Regions from separate parts of the Mus musculus genome. Here regions 1, 3, 4, 5, 6 and 7 are each linked to region 2. The links are chromatin contacts, called in public promoter capture Hi-C maps. All regions are on one chromosome and are shown on one strand. Each heading gives the region's core, a stretch centred on a gene start, on an enhancer-like site or on the middle of the called end of the contact. The rest is flanking DNA. Distances are from core to core; before and after follow the strand shown. Region 1 holds the start of Twf2 (twinfilin actin binding protein 2). Region 2 holds the start of Trex1 (three prime repair exonuclease 1). Region 3 holds the start of Poc1a (POC1 centriolar protein A). Region 4 holds the start of Rpl29 (ribosomal protein L29). Region 5 holds the start of Dusp7 (dual specificity phosphatase 7). Region 6 holds the start of Wdr82 (WD repeat domain containing 82). Region 7 holds the start of Tlr9 (toll-like receptor 9).

Evidence for each region. Promoter capture Hi-C pulls out the DNA fragments that hold promoters and counts their contacts. Capture Hi-C pulls out chosen DNA fragments and counts their contacts.
Region 1: a contact with region 2 is called in a promoter capture Hi-C map of liver, with 6 times the contacts expected there. The contact joins the promoter of Twf2 here to the promoter of Trex1 in region 2. A contact is called at or near these places in 3 of 39 promoter capture datasets (liver and pre-B cells), 1 of 484 Hi-C or Micro-C datasets (B cells), 2 of 115 datasets of contacts at active chromatin or transcription factors (bone marrow-derived dendritic cells and regulatory T cell precursor) and 2 of 9 other capture datasets (adipose tissue and liver).
Region 3: a promoter capture Hi-C map of embryonic stem cells shows a contact between it and region 2, with 3 times the contacts expected there. The contact joins the promoter of Poc1a here to the promoter of Trex1 in region 2. A contact is called at or near these places in 1 of 39 promoter capture datasets (embryonic stem cells) and 1 of 9 other capture datasets (adipose tissue).
Region 4: a promoter capture Hi-C map of liver shows a contact between it and region 2, with 4 times the contacts expected there. The contact joins the promoter of Rpl29 here to the promoter of Trex1 in region 2. A contact is called at or near these places in 2 of 39 promoter capture datasets (both in liver), 1 of 115 datasets of contacts at active chromatin or transcription factors (bone marrow-derived dendritic cells) and 2 of 9 other capture datasets (liver and pancreatic islet).
Region 5: a contact with region 2 is called in a promoter capture Hi-C map of liver, with 4 times the contacts expected there. The contact joins the promoter of Dusp7 here to the promoter of Trex1 in region 2. A contact is called at or near these places in 3 of 39 promoter capture datasets (liver and pre-B cells) and 3 of 9 other capture datasets (adipose tissue, liver and macrophages).
Region 6: a promoter capture Hi-C map of adipose tissue shows a contact between it and region 2, with 4 times the contacts expected there. The contact joins the promoter of Wdr82 here to the promoter of Trex1 in region 2. A contact is called at or near these places in 2 of 39 promoter capture datasets (liver and pre-B cells), 2 of 115 datasets of contacts at active chromatin or transcription factors (bone marrow-derived dendritic cells and thymic regulatory T cells) and 3 of 9 other capture datasets (adipose tissue, liver and macrophages).
Region 7: a contact with region 2 is called in a promoter capture Hi-C map of pre-B cells, with 4 times the contacts expected there. The contact joins the promoter of Tlr9 here to the promoter of Trex1 in region 2. A contact is called at or near these places in 1 of 39 promoter capture datasets (pre-B cells) and 1 of 115 datasets of contacts at active chromatin or transcription factors (bone marrow-derived dendritic cells).

Annotation. Positions count from the first base shown.
Region 1 is chr9:106,200,724-106,204,575 of GRCm38.p6, forward strand. Twf2 (twinfilin actin binding protein 2) reads left to right here and starts at 2,385. Exons shown (of 9, transcript NM_011876.3): 1 at 2,385-2,561. The coding sequence starts at 2,537.
Region 2 is chr9:109,056,973-109,061,081 of GRCm38.p6, forward strand. It overlaps Trex1 (three prime repair exonuclease 1), which reads right to left and starts at 2,279. Exons shown (of 2, transcript NM_001012236.1): 1 at 2,217-2,279; 2 at 960-1,956. The coding sequence starts at 1,949. The coding sequence ends at 1,005. It overlaps Atrip (ATR interacting protein), which reads right to left. Exons shown (of 13, transcript NM_172774.3): 11 at 3,657-3,737; 12 at 3,291-3,540; 13 at 2,775-2,936. The coding sequence ends at 2,869. Atrip-trex1 (Atrip-Trex1 readthrough) reads right to left here. Exons shown (of 14, transcript NR_153412.1): 11 at 3,657-3,737; 12 at 3,291-3,540; 13 at 2,217-2,936; 14 at 961-1,956. It overlaps Shisa5 (shisa family member 5), which reads left to right. Exons shown (of 6, transcript NM_025858.3): 6 at 1-820.
Region 3 is chr9:106,279,639-106,283,573 of GRCm38.p6, forward strand. Poc1a (POC1 centriolar protein A) reads left to right here and starts at 1,423. Exons shown (of 11, transcript NM_027354.2): 1 at 1,423-1,818; 2 at 3,214-3,298. The coding sequence starts at 1,801.
Region 4 is chr9:106,427,231-106,431,186 of GRCm38.p6, forward strand. Rpl29 (ribosomal protein L29) reads left to right here and starts at 2,181. Exons shown (of 3, transcript NM_001324534.1): 1 at 2,181-2,784; 2 at 3,078-3,142; 3 at 3,839-3,956. The coding sequence starts at 2,748.
Region 5 is chr9:106,366,316-106,370,481 of GRCm38.p6, forward strand. It overlaps Dusp7 (dual specificity phosphatase 7), which reads left to right and starts at 2,317. Exons shown (of 3, transcript NM_153459.4): 1 at 2,317-3,008. The coding sequence starts at 2,483.
Region 6 is chr9:106,168,976-106,173,194 of GRCm38.p6, forward strand. Wdr82 (WD repeat domain containing 82) reads left to right here and starts at 1,954. Exons shown (of 9, transcript NM_029896.1): 1 at 1,954-2,404. The coding sequence starts at 2,244.
Region 7 is chr9:106,220,802-106,224,838 of GRCm38.p6, forward strand. It overlaps Tlr9 (toll-like receptor 9), which reads left to right and starts at 1,797. Exons shown (of 2, transcript NM_031178.2): 1 at 1,797-1,905; 2 at 2,714-4,037. The coding sequence starts at 1,903.

The DNA of each region.
Region 1 (3,852 bases), core at 1,135-3,634, 2.9 Mb before region 2:
ATTCAGGCCTGGTCTTCCCTCCTTCTTAAACTTTTTGGGGAAATGCCCTCACAGACAAGCTCAAAGGTTCCACACCTGGATAATTAATTTTACAATCAAGACCATCACCACACTGTTTTACATAAGCTTGCATTGCCTATTTACCCAGCCTTGACAATCACAATTCTTGTCAAAGTTTTAAAATGTTTGCCTACAGTAAGTAAGATTCCAGATACAGCTCAGTTTTCATGTATTTAATGAGTACGGACCAGGCAAGCAGCTCCTCATCGACTTGTGGGACAGCATCCATCTTTGTGGGTGGCCTGTTTCCTTTATCCAGTTTTCTACCTCACCACCTTTTTTTTTAAACCTCTTTTTTTTTTAAAAGATTTATTTATTTATTTATTTGTTTATTTATTTATTTATTTATTTATAAATTATATGTATGTACACTGTAGCTGTCTTCAGATATTCCAGAAGAGGGCATCAGATCTCATTACAGATGGTTGTGAGCCACCATGTGGTTGCTGGGATTTGAACTCAGGACCTTCAGAAGAGCAGTCGGTGCTCTTAACCACTGAGCCATCTTGACAGCCCCCTTTTTTTAACCTCTTCATTTGTTGACAAAGTCCCATGTAGTCCAGGCTGGCCAGGAACTCACTATGTAGCCCAGGCTAATCCTGAAACCCCCACCTCCCTCTCTCTCTCTCTCTCTCTCTCTCTCTCTCTCTCTCTCTCTCTCTCTCTCTCTCTCCCTTCCTTCTTTCTTTCTTTCTTCCTTCCTTCCTTAGCCCAGGCTAATCCTGAAACACCCCCCCCTTTCTTTCTTTCTTTCTTCCTTCCTATTTACTTATGAGACAAAAATCTAACCATGTAGACCAGGATGGCCTTGAAGGCCTTTGCTTCCTTAGTTCTGGATTATAGTTATTTGCCAACATACCTGATTTATGTAGTGCTAAGGATCAAACCTAGTACTTCACACATGTCACGCAGGTTAGAATGATCTATCAGCTGAGCCAGCCCAAGGATGCCATTTGAACTTGAGTTCTCTCACAGATTTGGGGTGTGTGTGTGTAGTATATACATACACTGTGTATGTTAGAGTACAATGTGGAAACCAGAGGTGGATGCCAGCCAGTCAGCCTCTATTGCGCTTTCTCTCTCTCTCTCTCTCTCTCTCTCTCTCTCTCTCTCTCTCTCTCTCTCTCTCTCTCTCTCTCTCTCTCTCTCTCCATTTGGCTGGGTTGGCTGACTAATAAGCAAATAAGCCCCAATAGGTATTGGCCTGTCTCCTCAAACTCCCTCTCCCAAGGTCCCCAGCCTCCCTGCACAGTCCAAGGGGAAAGCCAAGTGTCTTCATTCTGTTGCCGGGAATCTGAAATTATATGCTAACTCAGCACTTTACTGACTGAGCCATCTCTCATTAAGTTATCTATTTTTTAAAGTTTTTATTTATTTCAGTAAAAAAAAAATTTTGGTGTGTGTCTGGGTGTTTGGCCCGCATGTATCTATGTGCACAATGTCCGTGTCTAATCCCAGGAGGCCAGAAGAAGGAACAGTTGTGTCATGTGGGTGCTGGGAACCAAACTTGAGTCCTATGCAAAAGCAGCTAATGCTCTTGACCACTGAGCCATCTGTCCAGTCCCGTTTATCTATTTTTTAATAACAAGGTCCAGGGTGGAGAGATGTTTCTGAGGTTAAAGAGTACTAGCTGCTATTCGGCCGTTAGTCTGTAAGAGCAGTAGGAAAGGCTGCTGGGAATAGAGGCAAGGTCATTAGGAATTGGGAAGTTCCTCAGGTTGACTTCCAGTCCTTCCACCACTGGGTCACACTTAGCACATGCACCGTCTTTTTGGAAAACTTTCCTCAGCCTTGTTAGGTCACCTCGGTCTCTCCTACCGTATTCCTTCCAAAATTCATTTCCTCCTATGGCCATTCACTTTCTCAGCGTTGGGCTCCAGACACCGTGCACCTGATGACTGGTAGGAAATCAGTACACACACACACACACACACACACACACACACACACACACACACACACACACACACACACACACACATACACACACACACACTCACACTCACGACCACACACGAGCGCGTGCCCACCTACACTGAGATCACCTCACCATCACAAACGGGTACGCCTGGATCGGCCCTCACTCTCAAACCTCCTCCGCGGCAAGCTCACAGCCCCTCCCACGCCCAAGTGCGGATCCGCCCACAGACCTCCAGGATCCTGGCCTACAAGGGACCACCCACACAATCCCTTGGGGCCCCTTCTTGGCCATGAAGGTGGTAGCGGCCGGGCACTGGGCCATCCGGACCCCGGCGCCCGCTGCGCGCACGCGCGGCACCAATGCCCGCCTCTGCCGGCCTCGCCCTCCGGGGGCGGGGCGCGCTGGGGGCGGGTCCTGCGGCACCGCCCGGGAAGCTGCGCGAGGCTCGGTGCCGTCGCCACATCCTCCGGAGCTCTGGGTCCAGGCGAGCCGAGTCGAGCCGGGCCAGGACCAAGAGGAGAACTCCGACGGCACGGGCGAGCCGAAAGCTGAGCCATGGCGCACCAGACCGGCATCCACGGTGAGGGCGGATGGAGGGCGGACAGGGGCTCCGCCGCGCTGGTTCTCCGCGCTAGGTCCCTTCATCCTTCTCTTCCTTGTACCCTCCTGGGAAGCTTCCTGTTCTCTTTTGCAACCGCGAGTCCCTGGGATGGACACGTCTTGGGGCAGAACAGACTGTTGTACATAGCTGGGAGTGGGTGCACATGGATGCACACAGCGAGGGTGGAAGTATCTTGTGTACCCAACTGGGGGCGGATGTGCCTGTGTATACTGGTCTGGGTATTTTTGTTCTTTTCTGGAGGTGGGGTGTACCCGGATGTGCACATCTGGAAAAGTGTACATGGGTGTACACATGTTCTCTGTATACAGTCCAGTATGTGCACATCTGGATGAGACTTGGTTATGCCTGTCCAGGCTTCTTCGTGTGCATGCACTAGTGGCTGGTTTTGGACACTCTAGGTTCCATCTCAGACATCAGTGTTTCCTGGCTGCACGCACAGAAACTGTGGGTATCTGCATGTGTGCACAGTTCAGGCACATCTCAGTATGTGTGTGTTAGCATGGGTGTTTGCATGGGTGTCTTATGACTGACATGGGCTTATGTGTATGTGTGGAGAGGGTAGCCTGACCTTTTCTCCTTTCAGGACCCCTAGACTCTTGCAGACTAGGTTGGACAGAAGCTGGAATGGAGCCCTCCTTCTTAAGTAGAATGGGGAGAACTGCACATCTGACCTTGGCCTCTGACTTCTTCCCTTTTCCATTGTGATCTCTCTATCGCTGCTCCAGCCAGGCCTGCAAAGTCCCAACTTCAAGCTGGAAGCAGGGGAACGGGTCAGGATTCAGACTTTATAGGGGAGCTCCTGCCTCCACCCTCATCTACAGGAAGCTTCTACAGCCCAGGGCGTGACACCCATAGCCCCCCTCCAGGGCCCCAGTTTCCTCCTTGGAGAGACTTAAGAAAGAAGCAATAGCTGGGAGCCAGGTATTTTGTCCCCATTTGTTATGGGCCTGGAAGGGCTGCTTCCCTGGCCAGTAGGGAAGGCCAGGCTGCTTGCCCAGACAGCTTGTTGGTTTGGCCATCAGCCACTCCTACCACCACATCATGATTCCCTGACCAGGGCTACCACCATCGACCAGCCTGACTGCCGGAATCCCTGCCTGCGGTTGTGGCTGCTTGGTGGATGGACAAGCCAAGAGACTTTCCCTGCCCTAGCCCATCCCCATCCTGTTTGTCCTGAGCATGCAGGGACCTGGATCAAGCCTGGCCACCCACAGGTGGGCCAGCCTCTCCTAGAGATGGAGGAGCAGGT
Region 2 (4,109 bases), core at 1,029-3,528:
ATGGCCTGTCATACTTAGGAGAGCAAGCTTTTTGCGGGTACAGAGCAGGCTTTGGGGGGTAACCAGCTAGCTGCTGCTAGGCCTTTATTCCCAGGGTTTGGCTGCATTGGCAGTGAGGCAGGTGGCTGGGGGTGACACCAGGTGACAAGGGGACTCAGTGGCAGGGGGTCACACCAGGCAGAACACCATACACTCTCCATCAGCTGTCTGTCTGGATGTCACTGTCCTTCCCGGGGCTGTATAGAGGGCCACATGTGTTCACTATTCAGGCTCCACTGGGGGAATTTTCCTACCTTTGCTGGCTTGGCTCCTGCTCCCAGGCCAGGGACCTCGGTCTGTCTACTACACACTCTGGTTTCTCCCTGCACTGTCTTTTTACTGTTAGCCAAACATTTTGCCTGTTTTCTGTCTCCAGATGTGTGATAATTGGTGTGAGGTTGAAATCCCTGGTTCCTGGAGGACAGACAACCTGACCTCCGACTGTCAGTTTCCCTTGACACCATCTTCATAGAAATACCTGACTCCTGTACCACAGTCCAGTTTGTCCCAGTAGCAGGGACACCAAGGCCAATGGGTTATCTGGACCAAAGGTGGGGTGGAGGGCCTAGGTGGTATCTCCGGCCCAGATGTGAATACCTCCATATTCCCTGTTGGTTCCTGTTTCACTGGCTGTTTTAGCTTTGTGTTGATTGGTGTTTCTGAGCATTCAGACTCCGCACCCTCATTTCTAATAAATGCAACATTGGACCCGCTTCCCCTTTCTTCAGCGCCTAGGCAGCTGGCCTTGGCTCTACACCAAAAACTATTTCTGTCTACTTCTTGAACTTGTTTCTTCCCTCTGTTAATTAGCCTAACAGGTTTGATTGTCCTGCTAAGAGAGCAGGAGAGAGGGACTGTACCTCATCCCTAGGGCCTGAGCATGGCCAGAGGCCCAGGCTGAGAAGCAGAGGCGGCAAGCAGTCAGTGCTATGGAAGTCTTTATTCATCATATTTCCCCTCTTGACTTACTGCCCAGGTGAGGCCAGGAAGAGTCCATACAGAGTGGCTATTGCCAAGGTCAGGAGGGTCAGCAGGCTCAGTGGGGCCAGCAGCCCCTCCTGTGATGGGGCTTCTGGGACCTTCTCTGGAGGAGGACTCTTAGGTCGCCTGCTCCTGCCATTGCTGGGACTTCCATTGGCTGTGGCCAGGGGTGTAGTAGCTGTGGCAGCATGTGGCCTTAGGTTGGTTGTTCCAGTGGTAGCCGGAGTGCCGTACATGGGCTTGACGGTGCTAAAGGGCCGGGCATGTTCGTCCACCCACTGCAGTAGGGCCTGTGGCTTCCACTGACAGATGCTGAGCAGGGTTAGAACATCACCTTCAGCAGTATGTGAGTCTGTCGGTGCTTGCCAGTACAGGCGGGTGTAGATGCTGCCCAGGCTGTAGCTTTTCCTCGAACCATTCCCTGAGGGGCTGCTAGCTTGTTCCAAGGCCTTTAGGGCAGCGATGCTGTCCACACAGAAGGTACCATCTAGGGGACTGGGAGTGCTCAGCCTAGCAAGCTCTGTCTGGAGCAGAGGAAAGTCATAGCGGTCACCGTTGTGTGCCACAAGGCAGCAAGGCTGTGGCTGGCGCTGCAGGAAGGCTCGGAGCAGGATGGCCAGGTTGTCATCGAAGCGTTGACGCCCCTGTACTTCCAGCTCAGCTTTGCTCAGACCTGTGATCTCACTGGCCCCAGGGCTACAGGCTTTCCCTGGAGCAATGCACAGAGAGAGCTTGTCCACCACACGGGGCGGTCTGGGCACTGGAGGTGGATGTCCCTGAGAAATGGAAGTGTTCTCCAGAGCACGTCTGTGGACAGCCAGCAGGCACAGCTCTGTGACTTCGGGCCGAGACGAAGGCAGGCCAGTGGCTTCCAGGTCTAAGAAGATGAGGGTCTGCATGTGACCATGGGGCAGGGTCTGTGAGCCCATGCTGAACCTGGGGAGGAGATGGGGTAATGAGTAGCAGCAGGAAGGTCTCAAGTGGGCTGAGGTGGGGTGCAGAAAGGCAGCTCAGCCCTTCCCTTCAGCAGGTACTATCCAGGGCCACTAGAAGCTGGAGGGCAGGGTTGTTCTAGTGGGATGGATCCACTACTTATTTGCCTTTTGAGGGAGGCCCTTCCCCTAGTGCTGACTACCTTCAGGGTGAGGGAACCCTATTCTCTTCTGCCTTACCCCATACCCTTACTCCACACTTACCGAGAAGCAGGCAGCAAGGCACTCCGCTGGGTCTGCTGCTGGCAGCAGTGTGGCTGAGGAAGTAAAACTGCCTGGGTCCACCCATAGGCCTGCCTCCTGAACAGGGCCCGCCCTGCTGTTAGCCTGCCAGGCCTGGCCCTCGTGCTGACGCTCCTCCCTCCCTCCCCAAGCACCCCAAAGGCCTTCCTAGATCCATATCTGTGATCCTGCTGGCTGGTAAAATGGACTACTGCCCCAACACTGACAACTCAAACTGGGTTGTCTCTAGGATTCAAATGTGCCCGTGAGCCTCTGCCTTTTCTTGTCTTTCCCCCAGTCCTTGATCCAGGCCTTCCTAAAAAGGGCTGCCTCCTTGGCCACAAACGTACCCCTGCCCCCACCACGGCCCCCGCCCAAAGCTATGACTCAGGGTAATTCCCGAAGAGGGGCAGGGTTTTTCCTCAGGGCAGATCAGTTACCATGGGGGCCATCTCAACTCCAGCAGGAGTCATCTCATCAATTCTTGGTCTGCCCTGTCCCTCCCTCTCAGCCACACAAATCGGACTCAGGAAACAAAGCTTGTGTTCTCAGCAGGAAGTGCAGTTTTAATCAGTGGATATGGCAAAGACGGCGGTGGGAGCTGGCGCCACCTTGTGGCTGGATGCTCAGGCCCTCAGTTACAGTCCATCTCAGAGTCTTCCAAATCAGTCTCCGCAGCACAGAGGTCATCCAGGGCAGCCTCTGAGCCAAAAGGAAGAGGGGTCTGAGGTTAACTCGACAGCGTGGGGGCTTGGAGGCCCCCATGCTCCCTAGCGTCACAGGAACCAACCAGTCCCTTCTATGCACAGGCTTTGCTCCCTCAGCGACTGTGAGCAAAAGTGACACAAAGGCAATTCGGACAGATCTTTGTGGAAAACCATGGCTCAGCGAGGCCAATTCAATAGACACCATCAAATGGGAACCTGTCATACTCAAAGACCCAGAGCAGGAAGGTAATACCCATGTGCCAGGAATGGCTCTGGAGGCAAGGGGAGACTCATGGAAAGGAGTCTGACAGAGGCACACGAAGGCTAGGACAGTGTCGTGCTAGCTTACCTTCACAGTCAGTCACATCAGGAAGGGCTCGAATCAGCATGCTGACCCCTGGCATCACCTGGTCGTACTGATGCAGGACCTCGACACAGTGCACAGTGAAGAGCTTGTCCTTCTGAGATAGGCTATGCAGCAGCAGCACAGTGTCCCGCAGACAGCGTATCGTCTGCTTCTGCTGGTGGGTCCTTGGACCTCCTGCCCGCCGCACCGTCAGCCATTGCCTGTGCAACATCACAGTGAGCGCTCTGACTGCCTAGGGTGAGAGGGCACAGCCTGAGGTCCAGAGACTTACTCACCTCACCACTTCAAGATCAACAGGATTGCTCTTAACTAACTGAGCATCCATGATGCTGGTCTCTGGCCACTCACCTCTACATTGCAGTGACAGTCAGAACCAATGCCAGCGGGGGCAGGGCTCTGTACACTCAGCTTGGCCAAGAGCCATACTACCTGGAACAAGAAGAGATAGTACCCATCCCATGTAGAACAGACGGTTGTCACAGGGCTTTGGCGGGCATTTCTAAGGTGCTCTAGCTACGTCTACAACTGCTTGCCTGCACAAGTGGGGTACAAGTAGTGGTAGTCTCAGGCTTTCAGACTTGAATCTCACCAACAGCTTACTGCTTCCAGGACCAGGATCGGGGCCCCCAAAGCCCAGGCAGCTCTGCTGAGCACCACTATAACCCAGGATGTGCTTGTATTGAATCCCTGTGAGGAACCCCTACATTTTACCCGTTGCTGTTTGACAAACTGGCAAAAAAGGAATTGTAGCTCCCACTTTCCCACAAGGGAAGGAGACTCTGGGCTCTCGGGGGGTGGGAG
Region 3 (3,935 bases), core at 173-2,672, 2.8 Mb before region 2:
GTTCCAGGGGATCCGGCGTCTTCATAAGACATCAGACATAAGTATGGTACATATACATACAGGTAGGCAAAACATTCCTACATATGACATTCCTAAAAAAGTAAAAATAAAAAGTCTGTGGCTGCCAGAGGAAGGAACGCTAGGACCACATAGAGAGACCTTATCTGGAAAAGCAGCAAACTGCTACAGCTTGGGAATTTCCTGAGAGGCAATTCATTTTGACATTGTAGGAATATACAAACGTGACCATCATGTTTCTGGCATGGGGTGCTCGTGACACACTTATTGACAAGAGAAAAACTGAAAACTGTTTATGGGAAGGCTGGGAATTTGTGAGCACCTATTTTTGTCTTGAGACTTTCACCTTGCCTATGTTAAATTAGCTTAAACATTTCTAATGTCAAGGTACCAATTCTATGCCAACATAGTTAAAATAGGATCAGATATAGATCCTGTATCTCTCATCAAAACACTAAAAGAATTATTTTTAATGGTGTGTGTGTGTGTGCCTCAGGAGACAAGAGGTGTTGAACTGCCTCAGAACTGGAGTTCCAGGCAGTTGTAAACCATCTGACATGGGAGCTGGGAATAGAACTTTCGTCCTCTGGGAGAACCATATACACTCTGAACCAATGAATCATTCTTTTAGGTCCAAATACACTCCCCCACACGCCAGTTTCTGAGTTTACTGTCCCTGCAGATTTAGGGACACAGTTTCAAGCCTAGGCATGTGGTAAGAAACCTCAGGACACAGCCAGATCCTAATTAGTGTTTTGAGTATGGACAAGTTGGCCGGCCCAGGAGAGATGATGGATGGAAGGTTCTTGAATCTTACAAAACATCCAGTTCAGGTCAGATGCACAGGTCACTCTGGGCTTCGGCTGCTTTCATTGCAGAAGGTGGAAAAGGACGGCCTCTGGTGGTTCCGCCCGACGATTGCTTCTTTCACCTTTTTTTTTTTTTTGGAGCTAAGGTCAGGCTACGACCCAAAGCCTTCTTAAGGCTAAAGAGTTCCGAGCAAGACGGGCCGCAGTCACATCCCCTCTTAAGACAAACGCGGAGGCAGGCCCTCGGAGTAGACGCATTTTTCCTGAGGTCACCCAGTAGAGAATTAAGAATTGAACATATGTCTTTCTGCACCATGGTTCTGACTCTTGAATGACTCCATTTTTTTTTTTTTTAAATAGACACTTAGGAGTATTCGCAGGAACGAACCATTCTGGGGTCCCAAGGCGCTAATAACCTGGTTCTCCATGGCGCCTTGATCGGACGTTTTAAGCCAAGAGCAAGGCCAGTCAGTATCCTCCTTCCGGGATACTTAAGCCTGTCACTCATAATGGTAAAACTCCGCCCGCCCCGGAGCATCTCGGTAAATGTAGTTCTACCTTTATTAAGACTGTGGGGTATAAGTGCTATGTAGAACTTCATTTCCCCGATGGCTGCGCGCTCCGTTACCTGAGCTAGAGCTGAAGGGCCGAAACCTTCATCTAAGATTTTTTTTTTTAAGTTCTTAGGAGGAAAGTGTGACAGCGAACTGAGGCTTTTGGCTGCTCGGCGGGTCACCTCATCTGGAAGAGCGGGAGGACAAGAGCTTGACGCCTATCGAACGACCCGACTTCCGGTCGGCGGACAAAAACCTAGGGCGCTTCTCCTTTAATTGCGGTGGGCGGGACGCGGCGACGCCACCGGCGTTGCTATTGGTGGCGATTGGGGGCGCGGAAACTGAACTGGCACAACTGCCGACCCAGCTATCTCTGGCACTTGGGGCACAGCTGGTCCTACCAGCCCGCTAGCCCCGCTATGGCTGCTCCCAGCCAGGTAAGTCCCTGGATAGTGAGCACCTGACTGGTTGGAACAATGGCCGCGAGAGAGGCGGATGGTGACGCGGGGTTCTAGGGTGACCTCCTCATCCAAGGTTACGGGGTGGATCCGGGCATTGACTTAGCACCCCAGGTGCCAGGCTAGATGTTAGACCACCAGGACGAAGAAATAAGTCTCTGCCTCTGGAATGTACGGCGTATTGAGGAAGACACCATCAAGGCCCGACCCTTGTCGTGGCCTGGGGCGAGCCTCGTAAGCTTGGCCTCTTGTGAGCAACAGGTCTTTTTTGGAGGTGACATCCTTTTCCAACAAGTAGAAGCAGTAGGCCATCGGGATGCCTGGGATAGCGGAAGCCTGCAGTGTGTCCAGGGCTCGATTCTGACCCCTCCCCCCACTCCAGAAAAGGACTTCAAATTGGTCCTTTAAATAAGAATTTGCTTCCACAGGGCCAGGTGGTACCTGATGCACCTGAGAAGACTTGGGTAGAAATAGAAACCAGACTTTTGAGTGCCGATTTGATATTCTGTTTACATTTAGCTCCACGCAGATTTTAGGGGAAACTGTTCAGGGAAGAAGGCATTGGGAAGGGGTGTCACTGATGGAGTCAGACCTGAATCTGCTTCTGCCCACTGAGCCTAGGATGGACACTTCCTCACCCTTGTGTTTCTGAGAGGCTCTGGTGAGGACAGGAGAGGGAATGAGCCCTTGCTCCTTAGTTGATTCTTACCCCTGAACTACCAGGCCATCTGTTAAAAGGCGTGAACCTGCAGGTGTGCTTGGGGGTGGAGCTGGGCACTGGGCCTCACCTTTGTTTGGGGTAGAGCTTTGTGGAATAGCAATGGCTTCGCTGTATCATAGAAATATCCTTTCCCAAGCTGGGTTCCTTGGAGCTCTTCAGGTGGTTTGGTTGTGTGTGTGTGTGTGTGTTTTGTCGTTTTGTTTTTTTTGTTGTTGTTGTTTGCTTGTTTTGTTTTTAATTTTTGGTGTTTGAGGTGGAGGGAGATAACTTACTATGGTCTTGGCTCTCTTGGAATTTACTGTGTGGACCAGGCTGGCCTTGAACTCACAGTTCCACCTGCCTCTGCCTCCCAAGTGCTGGGATTAAAGGTGTTTGTTCCCCACACTGGGCCCATATTTGATCTGTTTGTTGTGGATTTATTGATTCGTCTGATCGTTTGTGTGGTTGTGTGTTTGCTGATCGTGAACCCTTCCTTGCTGTACTCATTTGTCCTAGCAGTTTATAGTGGATTCCTTAGAATTTTCAACATACGAGATCATGATTTGAGTGCTTTTAACGTCTCCTGGTTATAGGAAGAGTCTTAGTTCCAGGGAGGACCTGTTATCTCGTTATAACCATTTGACCTTGCTTTTTTTTTTTTTTTTTTTTTCCAGGAGGACCCCTCACTGGAGAGACATTTTAAGGGCCACCGAGATGCAGTCACCTGTGTGGACTTCAGTCTCAACACCAAGCACTTGGGTAAGAGAAGGCCTCAGGATTCTAAACTGAGACGGCTGAGTTTCTCACTGGGAGACGTGGTGTGGGGATGCCAGATACAGCAAGGACATGCTGCTCTTTCTAGCCTTGGCTTTGCTTCTAGCTGCCAGCCTTCTGGATGCTGGGCTCAGTAGGCTCCATAAGCTCCTTTTGCATGTGAAGAGTATAATGACAACTGTCTATAGCTCCAGTCCCAAGGGGCCTGACGCCCCCACACAGAGATACTTGCAGGAAAAACACCAAATGCACATTTTAGAAAAAGTATTAGAGACATACTTGTGTACACACTCAGGAATCCCATAATGACATTAAATTGGAATCTATAGTATGTACCGCAGAGGACCTGGGTACAGAGCCATGCAGGCTCTGTGCATGCTGGTAATGCAGTCTTGAAGAGAGAAACTAGGGCCAGGCATGGTGGCATGTAGCTTTAATCCCAGCACTAGGGGAGGCAAAGGCAGGTGGATCTTTGTGAGTTCCAGGACAGCCAGGGCTCCACAGAGAAACCCTGTCTCGAAAAACCAAAAAAGGAAAAAGAGAGAGACAGAGACAGAGACAGAGAGACTCTTTTTTTTCCTGTACATTCTAGCTACATCTTCAGTCTGTCCTGTGGCATGGG
Region 4 (3,956 bases), core at 931-3,430, 2.6 Mb before region 2:
AGTCTGGTCTACAGAGTGAGTTCCAGGACAGCCAGCAGTGCTATACAGAGAAACCCTGTCTCAAAAAACCAAAAACCAGAAACCAGAAAAGCTAAAGGTAACTATGGTCTGTAGGTGTTGATGCAGCTCTAAAGTGGTAGCTGTGTGCACGAATACATGTTTCTTTAAAAGGCTGCAGCGTGTCAGACTTAGTTTATTGTCGATGGAACATTCAGCCTGATTTAGTTGTCAGTTCTGTCTATTTACAACAGAAAAGGCAGATGTGTTCTTCCCATTTACCTCTGTGCTTTTTCTATGGAACCAGCTGCCGAGGTTTTCTCTGTGTAGCCCTGGCTGTCCTGGGACACACTCTGTAGACCAGGCTGGCCTCGAACTCAGAAATCCCCCTGCCTTTGCCTCCCAAGTGCTGGGATTAAAGGCATGTACCACCACTGCCCAGCGGCTTTTAAATTCTTAAAAATCACTATTTTTATGAGCCTGTATATGGGTGTTTAAGGCAGAGGACAACTGTCAGGAGTCTATCCTGTCCTTCCACAATTGGATCCGGGGTTTGAATTCATGTTTGAGCTACAATCATTCTTACCCACTGAACTATCTGCCCAGCACACTGTTTTTGCTGTTAGAGACAGGGTGTCACCCTGCCTGGCCTAGTCCTAGCTTTGTAGCTTAAGATGATCTTGAGTCCCTGATTCTCCTGCTTCTGTATAAAACTTAGGCCCTATACACTGAGTGGGTGGTGTGAGCTACCATGCCTTTCTGGAGATAGGGTCTTTCTACATAACCCTGGCTGTCCTAGAACTCACTACATAAACTAAAATCACAGAGGCTTGCCTGCCTCTGCCTCGTGAGTGCTGGGATATCCTGACATTATAAAAGTTTTTTGGAGCTGGGCAGTGGTGGTACACGCCTTTAATCCCAGCACTTGGGAGGCAGAGGCAGGGGGATTTCTGAGTTTGCGGCCAGCCTGGTCTACAGAGTGAGTCCCAGGACAATCAGGGCTACACAGAGAAAAACCCTATCTTGAAACAACAACAAAAAAAGCTTTTCGGAGACAAGGTCTACCTGAATTACTCAGGCATCTCAGACTTACAATTCTTCAGCCAGTAGCTGTGATTACAGGCCTGTTTTCACCTCTCTAGCATCATCTCACATCTAATATATGTGAAAAGAAACCACGAGGGCTGGTGAGATGGCTCAGCAGGTAAGAGCACCCAACTGGGGCTGGTGAGATGGCTCAGCAGGTAAGAGCACCCGACTGCTCTTCCGAAGGTCCAGAGTTCAAATCCCAGCAACCACATGGTGGCTCACAACCATCTGTAACAAGATCTGACGCCCTCTTCTGGAGTGTCTGAAGACAGCTACAGTGTACTTACATATAATAAACAAATAAATAAATAAATAAATAAATAAATAAATAAATAAATAAATAAATCTTAAAAAAAAAAGAGCACCCAACTGCTCTTCCGAAGGTCCTGAGTTCAAATCCTAGCAACCACATGATGGCTCACAATCATCCGTAAGGAGATCTGACTCCCTCTTCTGGAGTGTCTGAAGACAACAACACTGTACTTACATATAATAAATAAATAAATCTTAAAAAAAAAAAAAAAAAGAAACCACGAAACTGCCACTCTGGGGAACCAGCCCAGGCTGTTGGAGTAGACTTGGACTATCGTTGCCGCTTTTCTCTCTCTAATTTTCGGCACCCTAAATCCAGTCTATTCTTTTCCCTAGTACATTCTTCACTGTCTTCAGGCAGCCAGCGCCCTTGTGTGGCAGTCTGCATGAGTCTCATAGCTCTTCTCCTCTCCTCTGCCCTCTCCAGTGCATTCCACACAGGAGCCCGGTGAGCTGTTTAAGAACACAGATTCTTCGCTCCATTAACATTCATCCCTCAAAGGCCCCCTCGGCTTTCAGAGTCTTTGGAAGTCTAGCCCAAGAGCAAAGTAGGCACTGGAGGAAGAGAAGGAAGCAAACACGGGCTGGCCGCCGTCGTGGTCCATGCTAACACCACGCTCTTAACCCCAGTAGCAAAAGCCTGCTGTTGGAGGATGAACAGTTATAACCCAGTCTAGGCTACACAGCAAGAAAGACCCGCTCAAAAAATAGCGGGGAGGGGTTAAGCAAAGAAAGAAATCTGTGACGCTAAGAGGGCGTGGCCAGGCTCTAACCCCTCCCCTTTCTAGGCTTCAACTCTTTCCGGCCTTGGAACCTTTTTTCTCCGCCAGCAGTGAGGGAAGCTTTTCCGTTGGACTTTCCGGCGGTGTCGGCCCTATTTCCCGTGCTGCACTGCGGGCCTTTCTCTTTCTCTTCCGGTCTCCGGCGCTGCGGGAGCCGCGGGTTACCGTGAGTGTTGGCCTTACGGCATCCGATGACATCCGTGACTACAGGGCGGCGGCGGGTCGCGAGGCAGGCGACACGGGTGGCAGGAAGGACAGGGCGGGCAGCTGCTTGGCTATGGGGCATCGAGATTGCCGGGCGGGGGTGGTTCCCGGTCGTCCTCAAGGAACGGATGGCGGGGAAAGCCGCCCCGGGGCCGGCAAGCTCAGTCTCAGGACCGACCTCCTTGCTCGCGTTTGAGAGGTGGGGTCGCGTTTTGTGAGTGTTGCCAGGCTGGCGGGTGTCGTAAATCGGAAGCGTCTGCTGCAGCCTCTGGTTTCTTCATGTTACCCCAGCTCAGGGCGGCAGAGGTGTGCCGGTCTGGGGAAGCCCAGAACTGATCTCGTGGCTTTCTTGCAGGTGCAGACATGGCCAAGTCCAAGAACCACACCACACACAACCAGTGTAAGTTCCTTGGGCTCCGGCTGGCGACTGTACCCCAGCGAGGATTGGGTTAGGGTTGCTAGATCAGAGCTGGAGGGAGGGCAGGTCACCCTTCAGGTGAGCCTTGAAGATGATTGTGTGTTTAGCTACTTTGGAGATTACAAATTTGGGAGCCAGGAATCCGCTTAAAAAGCCCATAGTGCTTTCCACCCATCCTTAGTGTATTCTCAAAAGACTGCCAACCATGATGTTAGGTGGTCTTATTGGAAGATACCTCATTTTTTTTTGACCTGTAAATATTTGTTACCCTACAGCCCGCAAATGGCACAGAAATGGCATCAAGAAACCCCGGTCGCAAAGATACGAATCTCTTAAGGGGGTGAGTGATGACAGTGGGTCATAAACTATCCCTTGGCTCCAGGTCTACAGGGTAGGGCCTCTTGTAAGTCATGTCTCCTCCACCACCAGCGTGTGTGTTTCGAGCTAGGATTTCTCTGTGTAGTCCTGGTTGTTCTAGAACTCACTATGTAGACCAGGCTGGCTTCGAACTCTGAGCTCTAGGGATTGTGTTGCCTAGCTTCTCCTTGTCTCCCATGTCAGACTCAACAGAAAAGCCTTCCTTGACCTTCCCAGCCCCTGGTGTAATCTCCTGAGAACAGAACTGCTTCTCTTGCTCCGTGGAGCCTTGAGGGAGGGAGGGAGTCGTTCTGTATATTGGGTACCTCATGGTCTGCGTCTAAACGCAACTCTAGTTCTGTACATTTGATTGCACCCAGATAATAGACTGGGGATAACTGAGGCTGTACTAGGTCTGTTTGCTGCCTGCAACCACGCTCTCTGATGTGAATCTGATGGACTAGGCTTGGTATCTGACACTCAGCTGAGGTGGGGGGGTGCCCCTAGACAAGTCTCAGGAAACAGCTAGGTTTCCAGAAGTTCACACCCACACCCTCCAACCTTTTTGTGGTTAAGGTTAACTTACTGTTGTTTTTACAGTAACATATTTGTGACCAGGGACTTAAGGAAGTGAACCGGGCCTGTTATATGCTACCTCATACACCTTTTCTGTTCCCAGGTTGACCCCAAGTTCCTGAGGAACATGCGCTTTGCCAAGAAGCACAACAAGAAAGGCCTGAAGAAGATGCAGGCCAACAATGCAAAGGCAGTGAGTGCGCGCGCAGAGGCCATCAAGG
Region 5 (4,166 bases), core at 1,067-3,566, 2.7 Mb before region 2:
TCCCTCCAGCCTGGGTGGGTGGAGGCCCTGATCCTGCCAGCATCTCTCACAGGCTGCCTTTGCTGTTCTTTGTCTCCATAGTCAACCCCTCCCCATATGGCCTCCCTCATCCAAACTCTGATGCTTTTTCCATACTTACTCAAGTACACCCCTCCCCCACTGGGGGCCCGCTCCAGTTTCCAGCATCCTGCAGGTGTGTGTCCCTTTGAGGGACTCCAGAGGGGAGAAAGCCAGCCAGTGAGACATCATGGCTAATGTAAGGAATGGCAGGCTCTCTAGCCTTTCTCTAGGGCATGGGGTGGAACTATGGGTGCACCCAAAAGATGTCTTCTTTCAATGGAGCCATCACTGGGCAGAACCTAGCCAGTTCTCCCCACCTTCCATTCAGAGACCCTCAGAAGCAAGCATGTCTGCACACAATGGGACCCAGCCTTGCCTGAGGACAGCAGGAGACTCTTGTTAATGTGACTCTGGCTTGTCCCTCTGGGGGGGATGTCTCCCTAACAGCATGTTAGGAAATCATGAAATCAGCTGAGCCCATCTTTCCTAAAGAGAAAGGTCTCTCTCTGGGTTTGATTCGCAGCACCACACAGCGCTTCACAATCATCTGTAATCCTAGTTCTGTGAGATCCTACCGTCTCTTCTGGCCTCTGTGATCCATGGACATTCAAATAGAGAAAACACTTCAATCTTTTTAAAAAATTTAAAAGAAGCCGAGAGGTGATGGTGCACACCTTTAATCCTAACACTTGGGAGGCAGAGGCACCCAGGCCAGCCTAGGCTACAGAGAGAATTCCAGGACAGCCAAGAGTACACAGGAAACCCGGTCACCACTGCTTAGCGCTTAGCAAAACTGAAACCAAGAAGGGAGACTGGTACTCAGGATATACCACACATCACCAATTGGCAGGACAGATTGGGACTTAACACTTGGCCTCTGGAAGCTGTCTACCAGCTGTGTCCAGGACAGTACTCACAAAAGGGTCAGCTCTTTATATCTACAACCCCTCCTGACAAGACCCTCCCTGGCTGCCCTACTGTGGCCTTTCTCTAAGCGAATGTAGAAGAGGGCTCCTGCGGCTGAGAAAAAAAGGGAGGGGGGAGAACATTTAATTGGGAGATGGAGATTGAAACTGTAGCCCGATCGGACACCCCTGACACCGCAATCCCGGGTTAGGGTCAAGTTGGCTCAGAGATGACTAGCCCGGGACGGAGTGAGGGACTAAGCCTCAAGTTGGGATCCCCAGCCTGTTAAGAGAATGCACTCGGGGCTTGGGAGGAACAGCTCCCTCCAAGGAAAGACCGCCTTGGTCTGGTCAAAACCTTGCGGTCGGTCCTGCCGCTTTGTTTGAGCCCTACCTGCAGAGCCACGTACCTCCTGAGCCCCACCCGCCTGAGAGCCCGAACAGCACGCTGGACGAGGCCCCGCCCACTTCCAGCTGGGTGGACCCGCCGCGGGACCCGCCTCCTTTCCCCGCAGCCTCTTTCGGCGGCGATTGACTATCTGCCGAGCGCGTGCCCGCCTACCGCGAAACTTGATTGGTGCCTGGAGAGAGAGGTAGGCGAAGGGAAGCTGATTATGGAGCGCTCCCTCCCTCCTACCCGCCCCAATAGGAAAGTCACGTGGCGCTTCACTCCGGGCCAGTCACCACCGCACTTGTAAAAGCTTTCTTAAAGAGCTCGCGTTCCCTTACCCAGGGTTGGTCCTTTCAGAATTCCTCCACTTCTGCCTGCGATTTGCGAGAGCGGTCCTTGAACACCCCCCCCCCAACCCAAGTCACCTATTCCCTCAGCAGACCCTCCAACTCAGGTCTGGAACCTATGGCCATCAAGGGTTGGGATGATGCGGTCATCTGAAACTAAGACCGCCTAACACAGAGCACGACACGTAGTAGGAATTCAGTTTCCATTTGTTGAATGAACGCTATCAGAGAATGAATGAGGATAACAGACAAGAGGAGGGAAGACTGGCTCTGGGTGACCGCCCCCTGCCCCCAATCCTGAAGAAATTCTGCTTCTGTAAATGTTAGGTGGGGTCCCAGTGCAGCCTTTCTGCAAGGCACAGATGTAGGCGCTCAGCCAGAGATCTGCGAGGCCGCCTTGGCTCGCCCCTGGGCAGGTGGTAGCCAGGTCCCGGCTAGGCGGGCCCGTAGGAGCCGGCCGAGGGCGCTCCCGCGCCGCTTGCGGGGGAGGGGCTGCGGAGGCGCGGTGCCTTTAAGCCCAGGCGCCGGCCTCACGGCCCCGCCTCCCGGAGGACGCCCGGGCGCGCGGCCGCCGGAGCCGCGGTTTAATTGGGGCTGTCAGGCCGCGGCACGCGCGGAGGGCCGGCCGGGCGGGACTGAGGCCGGAGGCTGGGAGGCCGGGGCGGCGGGCGCGCGGCTCGGCGGGAGGCGGGCGCCCGGAGACGCGGCTGGGGCCAGCGCGGCCGGGGCGCCGTCCCAGGGCTGGGTTGCCCGGCCCCGGCCCCGGCCCCGGGATCCCCATGAAAAACCAGCTCCGCGGGCCCCCAGTGCGGGCGCACATGTCGACTTCGGGGGCGGCGGCGGCGGCGGCGGCTGGGGGCACTCGGGCGGGGTCGGAGCCCGGTGCGGGATCTGGGTCCGGCGCAGGCATCGGAGCGGGAGCGACGACGGGAGCGGGGGCCATGCCCTGCAAGAGCGCCGAGTGGCTGCAGGAGGAGCTGGAGGCGCGCGGTGGCGCGTCCCTGCTGCTGCTAGATTGCCGGCCGCACGAGCTCTTCGAATCGTCGCACATTGAGACGGCCATCAACCTGGCCATCCCGGGTCTCATGCTGCGCCGCCTGCGCAAAGGCAACCTGCCCATCCGCTCCATCATTCCCAACCATGCCGACAAGGAGCGCTTCGCCACGCGCTGCAAGGCGGCCACCGTGCTGCTCTACGACGAGGCCACGGCGGAGTGGCAGCCCGAGCCCGGCGCCCCCGCCTCCGTTCTCGGCCTGCTCCTGCAGAAGCTGCGAGACGACGGCTGCCAGGCCTACTACCTCCAAGGTGAGGACAGAACCTAGACCCCAGGCGGTATTGGGGCTGCGCCTCTGCTCCCTGGCGCCCTCGCTGCAGGCTGTTTCCTTTCCACTCGCTTGGCCAGGCCGGGCGCCACGTCGCCCCTGGTCCGAATCCGCCCTTCTGGGAGCCATCCCCTAAGGTGTGGATTTAGCCAGGCACAGGGAACCCGATCTGTGTTCTCTTTCTCAGCACCGTTCAGTGGCTGAAACAAACTTTCCCTTTCCTATTTAATTTTTTTCTCTGTGGATGGGTAGACAACAGCGCACAGGCTCCAGTTGAGCTCGGAGGAAGGGAGAGATCGGTACTGGAACCCAGAAAAGAGCAGGGCCCACAGGAATTTATGTCATTAGGAAGATAGGATCGGGAAGGTACCTTTTTCAGTATCACCCACCCTCCAGTGCATGGGCCCGTTTATGATGGTTTCTCTGGGATCCCACTATGGCCCCTATCAATCAGAATCACGGCTTGGAGGCACTTCTGCAGATGTGTGGGCAGTGGCCCAGGTGTGAGTGTGTGTGTGTGTTGGGGAATGGGGAATGGGCCTCAGTTCGCTGCCCCTGAGTTTATGGAAGGGGGAGACAGGCAGCTTGCCTGCGGGCCAGGGGGTGAGGGGAGCTATTGGCTGCAGCCGGTGTTTCCAATTAACATTCCAAAATGGCCTCTTGCTGGCAGCAGACAGGCTGGGAGGGGAGGGGAGTCCTGCGGCACCCTCGGGTGCCGCAGGGCCATGTCTAGCTTCATGGTGTTCCTTGTCTCTCCTGTCCTTGTCTAGCCCCCGTGGCCCCTCTCTTTGAGTCACATGCAGTGTGTCGGGTGCTTGTCCAGGGAAGGTGAATCGCTAGTACCCGGTTCCCCTCTTGCTGGGGAAAGGGACTTCACACCACCCTCCCCAAGTGTGGTTGCTTGGACTCTGCCTCTGACAGGCCCATAGGTGTTCTGGCTCCTCTCTCTTTGGAATAGGGGTTTGCTGACCTACAGGTGCTGGCCTGCGATGGGTTTGTTGGCCTTTCTTTGCCCATTGGCCACTACTGAGCAAGCACTCAGGTGTGTTGATGTATGTGGGAGGTATGGAAGAGAAAGGAGCTGGTACTTGACCTCAGGTGCTCTATATCAAGCCATAGGGCCAGTATACTTTAACAGTTA
Region 6 (4,219 bases), core at 704-3,203, 2.9 Mb before region 2:
GAAGTCTAAAGAAGGTACAGGGTATAGTTTTTTGTTTGTTTTAAACATTTATTTATTTTTACTATATGTAAGTACACTGTAGTTGTTTTCAGACACTCCAGAAGAGGGAGTCAGATCTCATTACGGATGGTTGTGAGCCACCATGTGGTTGCTGGGATTTGAACTTTGGACCTTCAGAAGAGCAGTTGGGTGCTCTTACCAACTGAGCCATCTCACCAGCCCCAGGGTATAGTTTTGAAAGATACCTTTCAAGGCTTTTTTTTTTTTTTTTTTTTTTGGTAGAGAACATTTTGGTAAATTAAGACTGTTGTTACAGTCAAATTTGTATGTTAAAACAGACCCCTCCAAACACACACACACACATACACTGGCATCTCCTGGGTATATTTGCTTCCCAAATGCTGATATAAAAGAACAGCTTTGCCCAGGAATTAGGAGTCAATTTACCCTTAATAACAGGTTCTACCTAGAAGAAATTACACAAATTTGTAGTCACAGAACAGCACCCCCCCAAAACAAATTCAGTATGTTGATCAATTATATTTGTGAAAATATCAAGTAGATGGGCCACACAGCAAAGCTGTATAGTAGGGAAATTATAGATTTCAGGTGATGTTACAGCCATCTTAGCTTTAGGGTGAATGAAGCTAAACTGAATGATGTCTCTCGAGAAATTTATTAGGAGAATGTTGGAAGTTAGAGTAAATGGCTATTTAAAGTCTAAAGCAAGGCCACCTTAGAAGGCTCAGAAGGTAAAAGCATGTGTGCACGCACTCACAGACACACACACACACTAGTTTTTAAAGAGGCCTAAAATAGTTCCAGATCCTTTGCCTACATTTGATGTCTCCACAATTGCGATGTTGTAGTCAGCCAGTCTGCAGGATCTTTATTGTAGATGCTCTTCAGAAAACTTCAGTTCCCACAGCAAGTCGGGCACATGGCACCAGATCTGTCCTTGCTATCTCAAGCTCCATAGCAGCCTGGATCACCTGGATCACCTAAACTCAAAGGCAATCACTGGGGATTGAGTGCAACCACCTGTGGAAGGTTTTTCTAGAACAGATTTGCAATTTGGAAAGTTGCCATCCATTCAGGTTTCACTCAAACTGGTTCCTTCCCTTCCTCACACCCCGGAACAGATTGTAGCCAGGAACTCTGCCCTTTGTCAGGAGACAACTGCAGTACAAACTTACAATCTTGTCGTTTTCCCTCAGCCAACCACTTCCAGTTCTATCTAGCTACCTTTTTTCTTTAACCTAAGAACCTGAGATGCAACCCCCCCGCACATTTTTCAAGAAGGCTCCATTTTTTTCTCGTGTTCCATTTCGTCGTTTGTCAACCCAGGTTATAAGGGACTCTGGTTGTCATGCCTTTGCAATCACCTGCCAGTGAGTGAAATGTCCCTTCCTAAGGTTCCCCCTCCTCCCGCACTAGAAGTTAGGGATCTTCATGCGCTTCGACTCTCATTAAATTTTAAAAGAAGTTCCAAGCTTCTGAAGTTTAATATAAACCCAGTTGAAAATGCCACTTAAAACTTCGTGCAAGTGTATGTTGTACATCACTCAACTAACAAATCGAAGCCTCCTGGCTCGGCCGTGCAGTGGTTAAGTCAGTCGGTGATGGGTTCACCTGATTCACACCCACACACGAGCAGGCCTCTCCGCCAGGTCCTGCGGCCTCAGAGACACCAGCGTCTCCCCGGGGCTTGAGAGCACCCACAAAGGCACTAGCCCCGAGGCGACCTCAAGTCCTGCCCTCGAGAGAGAGGGTTTAGATGCTCCACGCCCGCAGGTTCACACCCCAGAACCGCGGGCTCCAGCTCCGGGGCCTCAGCAACGGGAGGCCGCCCCGCTGACGTCATCGTCCCGCCCCCCCTCCCCCAGCTCGCGCCTCCGTTCCCTCCCCGCCCCCTTTCCCGGCGTCCGCCGCGACACAAGCTCCTCGCCCTCTGATTTTGCTTCTCCCTTCAAGATGGCGGACACAATGAGCCGGCGGAGCGCCGGTTGGCCCTGAATTGACTCCGGAGAAGAACGGTCAGCGAGGTCCCGTCGTCCGGGCGAGAGAGCGTCGCCTGAGGAAGAGGACGCGGCAGCCCCACTGTCAGCCGTCCTTCGGTTCGTCTCCAGCGCGGCGCCCGCACCGCCGGGGTTGGCCCTGAGCAGCCCGCCCGATCGCTCGCCTCTCGGCCCCGCCCCGGCCCTGCGCCGCCGCTGCCTTCAGCAGCAGCAGCCGCCGCCGCCATGAAGCTGACCGACAGCGTGCTCCGGAGCTTCCGCGTCGCCAAGGTGTTCCGCGAGAACTCAGACAAGATCAACTGCTTTGACTTTAGTCCCAATGGCGAGACGGTCATCTCTAGCAGCGATGATGACTCCATCGTGCTCTATGACTGCCAGGAGGGCAAGTGAGTGTGATAGTGGCCGAGTTCCAAGTGCCCCTCTCCTTCCCTCTGTCGCTGGTCCCCGACTGAGCCCCCACCCCCAACCCCAGGCATGTGGTGCAGGCGCTCTTGCCAGGGCCACCTCCATCCCGCAGTGCTGCAGGAGATCCTCTTTAAGATGATGATGGTTCTTAGTTCATGTGTCTTTGCTCTCTTCCGAGCGCGCTTTTCCCGCTTGCCAAACCCCACCTTGACCTTGACCTTTAAACGCCATGTCCCTGCACCCTGCAGCCGGACGGATAGCCCTTTCCACTCCCCTGGCGACTGTCAGAATGTGCGGGTGGACTCTGAGCTCGATGCAGAACGGCAGGAGCTGTGTTCTGTCCATCAGTGGCGTCCAGCTCTCTGCCTTCACAGCAGTGACCTGGATTCAGCCCTGGCACGGTGCCCGCCCCCTACCCCTCAGCTTCCCGCGCGGCTTTTCTGCAATCAAGCCCCGCGGGATGCAGTTTTTAAGCTGTCAGGATTTATCGATTGTGCCCATGTGAGCTTGCTGTCCTTTCCCAGTACCAATACCCAGGCTTACAGTTAACTTACTAAACAGACTCTTGGAAACTTTTCTTTGCCAGACTCCTGAGAACTTGGCCGCCCCATTCTGGTCAGAATGTGAGCTCTCTTTAAAACAAAGAAAGCATTCCGGAACAATTTAGTGTTTCCTTTTGCATTACAAAAAAAACCCAAGTTTGGCCGCTTAGCCAGTAATCTCAGCATTTGGGCGATAGAGGCAGTCAGACCCTGAGTTCTGGACTTCATAGCAGAGAGACCCTGACTCAAAACAGTTAAAAAACAAAAAACAATAACCGCCAGATTGTGGTTTGCTTATAGTTATCAAAGTTTTGGAATTCTGGAACTGGTTATGGAAATTATGTTAGTTGGAGAACTTGTGTATCTTTGCCGTTTTCATAGCCTGGGTGTGAGGAAGACATTGCCTGTCTCATCTCTGGAAGTTCAAATCCTCGATAAGTAAGCAGTGACCTCTTTTGTAGCAGAAACTAGTTTAGGCTAAATTTGATTCCCTTTGTCAACTTCAGCTTCCTTCCTAAGCAGGAGGTGTTTAGTTTAATAGCTACTGTTTTCGACATTATGTTAAAGTTACCTGTTTTTGAATCCTTGGCTTTTTCTCTCCTTTTTGCAGCTGTTCTCTTTGTTTATTATTTTTTTCAAATAATAGTTTTCTTTTGGAACTTGTCTCTGAGTTTATCTAAAGTAAAGCTATTGTAGAATGAGCTGTATATGATATTGTCCTTGATGGGTTTCCTCGCTGGAGCTCCAACAAAGTATTACGTAACTGTCGTTGGACTTGAGCTTGCTGTATGTGGGAGAGTTTCCTACAGTGGTGATCCTGGGGAAGAGAAAATTACTAACTGGACAAATAGTTATTTGAATTGATGTTCATATTTGTGTATTGATTATTATCATACACTGGTCTGACTATTTGATTCTGTTTGGAACTACAAGTAATTTGAAATTGGTTTGTCTGACATGTTTGGTGCAATACATAGCTTAGAATCTCCCCCCCAAATCTGTAATGGAAATGCATATCCTATTCAAAGGAATAAAACACTAAGACTGAAAAAAATGTTTATTCAGGCATGTAACCTTTTTACATGATTACAAACTTACAGAAAGTTACAATGCTCCAAAGAACTTTCTTGAAAAAAGAACGTGTCCAGCAGTGCCTATAATTTCAGCGCTTGGGAGCTGGGGGTGCGAATCCAAGGCAGCTTGAACAGCTGTCCCAAAAAGGAAATGTAAGGGCTGGAGATGGCTACAGGCACT
Region 7 (4,037 bases), core at 547-3,046, 2.8 Mb before region 2:
TGGCTGCAACAGTCATTTAGATTACTCGCTGTTGGTTAACAGATTCCACTAGGCTCCTCCCAAGGACCTAGGCTTGTGCCATCACCTGCCATCTACCAGTTGCAGCGGGCGAAGCAGAGGCACAGCTTATAAAGAGGACTAATTGCTACCTCAGCACTCCCCCACTGTCCTCCTTTTCTCTGCCTCTACCCCCTTTCCAGGTCCCCATTCCCCTCCTTTCCCCCCACAATAAACTTCCCTTAAATCAGGCCTGTCACGTGACATGATTTCTCCTTGGCCTGCCAAGTACTCCCTGACTCCCACCACAATTTATATATTTTGTAACACTGGCCACCTCTGGTCCTGGTTGTAGGAGCTTGTTGTGGTCTGGCCCAACATCACCAGAAGGTTAATCACTTTCTGCCCTCACCTTTCCGCATGGAAGAACAGGTTTTTCATCTTTCCCATGAGAAAGACAACCCAGTGTGCTTAACGTTCTTGGTTCCTCTGGCGATCTCTGTAGGCACAAGGACCTCCTGGCTGTGCTTCCAACCGGTGAACCATTCCATCCCCCAGGGAGATAGGGTGGTGTGGCATACACCTTTGATCACAGCACGCAAGAGACAAGAGGCAGGCTACAGAATGAGTTACAGAACAGCCAGGGCTAGAAACTTAGTCTTGAGGAAACAAATAAACAAACAAAAACACCTCAGGATATAAACAACTGAAAAAAAGCTTCAGGAAGTTCCTGAAAGTGACCAGATGCAATTGGTCCTCCCTAAGCTTATATGGACAGTGGAGACTGCTAAGAAGCACGCTCAGACAAAGGGAGGTGCACAGAGGAGCTTGAAAGAAGCAGAGACCAGCTGAGCTGCCTGAAAAAGGCTCAGACCAACTGTCTTGCCTGGACAATTCACTGTCCAACTGGGATAGTGTCTCCCACTCTGCATCCCCACTTCCCACAATGCCCCAGGTTGAGCTGTCAATACATTGTGCCATGAGCTCTCCATTTCTAGCTTCTGTAGTATCCATGACCTATGCTTTGGTGATACAGCTGTCTTTGAGTCATCTCTGCTCCTTTTAGTAACCCCTCATCCATACTTCAACCAGTAACTCCAATAAAATTCATTGGTAAACCAACTTGGACGTCAGTGGTACCTCGGTTTTGGTCTGTCATTGGTCTGTCACTTGGGTGAGTACACACTTGCTCACATCTCCCCAGGAACAGTGTCACATGACAGCAAGATCAGCCAGAATCTTGGCTGGACCAGCCGCAGCCTACCTCAGAAGCTCCAGCAGCTTGCTGTGCTCTGGGGTCTGGAGTCTGACTGGGCGTTTCGGGAAGTGGAGATGCAGAGTGGGAGATACTATTGCTGGAAGAGATGTGAAGGCTGCCGTAGTAGGAAAGCAGATGTTGGCTCCAGCCTCTGGCTCACAGATGCTCTCCATAGAGTTCTGGGGATAGAGTAGGTGAGAGAGCCACTGTCCCGAGAGCACCCATGAGACAGGCACTGAGGCATGAGAGTGAGGTGACACCCTCCTCACGAGGGTCAGTGCTCTGCCTAGCTCTGGTGCTATTAAAATCTGGTTTCTCATTGACCTTGGGCTGGAGTCTGGGTTTTGGTTCCTTCCCACAGCTCTTTGGGGGGTGGGGGGCATATGTGATACCCTTTGGCTGATTGTGGGGTGGGGAGGAGAGTGGAAAGAGGAAGGGGTTGAGGGGGTTATCTGTCTGCCATCTGACTATGCAAATGATGTGTGACTCATTGTACCACCTGCTCTTTCAGGGTAGGGACAAAGTAGCTACTAAGCTGTAGTGAAAGTGTCACTTCCTCAATTCTCTGAGAGACCCTGGTGTGGAACATCATTCTCTGCCGCCCAGTTTGTCAGAGGGAGCCTCGGGAGAATCCTCCATCTCCCAACATGGTAGGACCCCAGTTCTTAGCCCCCCTGGGGGGAGGGGCACCATGGGAAGGGACAGCAATGGAAAGGACTGTCCACTTTGTGCCCTTGGGACACTCATGGAACCCTAAGGGAATTGGAGCAAAAGCCATCCCCTGAGCAGAGAGTTGAACCTGCTGGGTGGATGGGGAGGCTAAAGCCCCAGACTTCGGTTAATGGTAGCACTTGGCCTGCAGACCTGCCACCCACTGCTCATTCCGAGTCTTCGACCTCTCGGCAGGTTGAGGGTTCTCAAGTCAGACTGGGGAGTCAGATGGGGGCTAACAAGAGCCAGCAAGTGCCGTCAAAGCCTAGATGGAACCCAACCTATACCTCAGTAAGGGTTCAGTCTTCCCTGCATTTTGGTCAAGGAGAATCCAGGAGGCTAGTGGAGCAAGGCTTCAGGGGGGTGGGGTGGAGGTACAGATCTCAGGCAGCTGCTGTGGTCAGGAGGAAAAAGCTGAGGCCCCAGAGGAGAGGAAGAGAAAGTGGGAGAGCCCCAGTAGGCCTGCTGGAGGCTGTCTCGGCTCTGCTACGGGTTGTGTTCTGAGCAAAAGCTCCAAGTCTGGGGCCTGGATTCCAGCCTAGTCCTGGTTCTGTGTCCTTGCTCTGAGCGGCTGTGCCTAAACCCAAATGGTGGATCTGAGTAGCTAGAAGGAGGCTGGTTGTTGGGGCAGTGGGGAAACACTTGAAGACGACTTGGAAGCCCTGAAGAAAGTCCCAGTGTGGAGGAGAGGGTAGAAGAGTGTACAATGACAGTAGACACTTGCTCATTTAGCCCTGGCTCTCACAGGTTCTCCGTCGAAGGACTCTGCACCCCTTGTCCCTCCTGGTACAGGCTGCAGTGCTGGCTGAGACTCTGGCCCTGGGTACCCTGCCTGCCTTCCTACCCTGTGAGCTGAAGCCTCATGGCCTGGTGGACTGCAATTGGCTGTTCCTGAAGTCTGTACCCCGTTTCTCTGCGGCAGCATCCTGCTCCAACATCACCCGCCTCTCCTTGATCTCCAACCGTATCCACCACCTGCACAACTCTGACTTCGTCCACCTGTCCAACCTGCGGCAGCTGAACCTCAAGTGGAACTGTCCACCCACTGGCCTTAGCCCCCTGCACTTCTCTTGCCACATGACCATTGAGCCCAGAACCTTCCTGGCTATGCGTACACTGGAGGAGCTGAACTTGAGCTATAATGGTATCACCACTGTGCCCCGACTGCCCAGCTCCCTGGTGAATCTGAGCCTGAGCCACACCAACATCCTGGTTCTAGATGCTAACAGCCTCGCCGGCCTATACAGCCTGCGCGTTCTCTTCATGGACGGGAACTGCTACTACAAGAACCCCTGCACAGGAGCGGTGAAGGTGACCCCAGGCGCCCTCCTGGGCCTGAGCAATCTCACCCATCTGTCTCTGAAGTATAACAACCTCACAAAGGTGCCCCGCCAACTGCCCCCCAGCCTGGAGTACCTCCTGGTGTCCTATAACCTCATTGTCAAGCTGGGGCCTGAAGACCTGGCCAATCTGACCTCCCTTCGAGTACTTGATGTGGGTGGGAATTGCCGTCGCTGTGACCATGCCCCCAATCCCTGTATAGAATGTGGCCAAAAGTCCCTCCACCTGCACCCTGAGACCTTCCATCACCTGAGCCATCTGGAAGGCCTGGTGCTGAAGGACAGCTCTCTCCATACACTGAACTCTTCCTGGTTCCAAGGTCTGGTCAACCTCTCGGTGCTGGACCTAAGCGAGAACTTTCTCTATGAAAGCATCACCCACACCAATGCCTTTCAGAACCTAACCCGCCTGCGCAAGCTCAACCTGTCCTTCAATTACCGCAAGAAGGTATCCTTTGCCCGCCTCCACCTGGCAAGTTCCTTTAAGAACCTGGTGTCACTGCAGGAGCTGAACATGAACGGCATCTTCTTCCGCTTGCTCAACAAGTACACGCTCAGATGGCTGGCCGATCTGCCCAAACTCCACACTCTGCATCTTCAAATGAACTTCATCAACCAGGCACAGCTCAGCATCTTTGGTACCTTCCGAGCCCTTCGCTTTGTGGACTTGTCAGACAATCGCATCAGTGGGCCTTCAACGCTGTCAGAAGCCACCCCTGAAGAGGCAGATG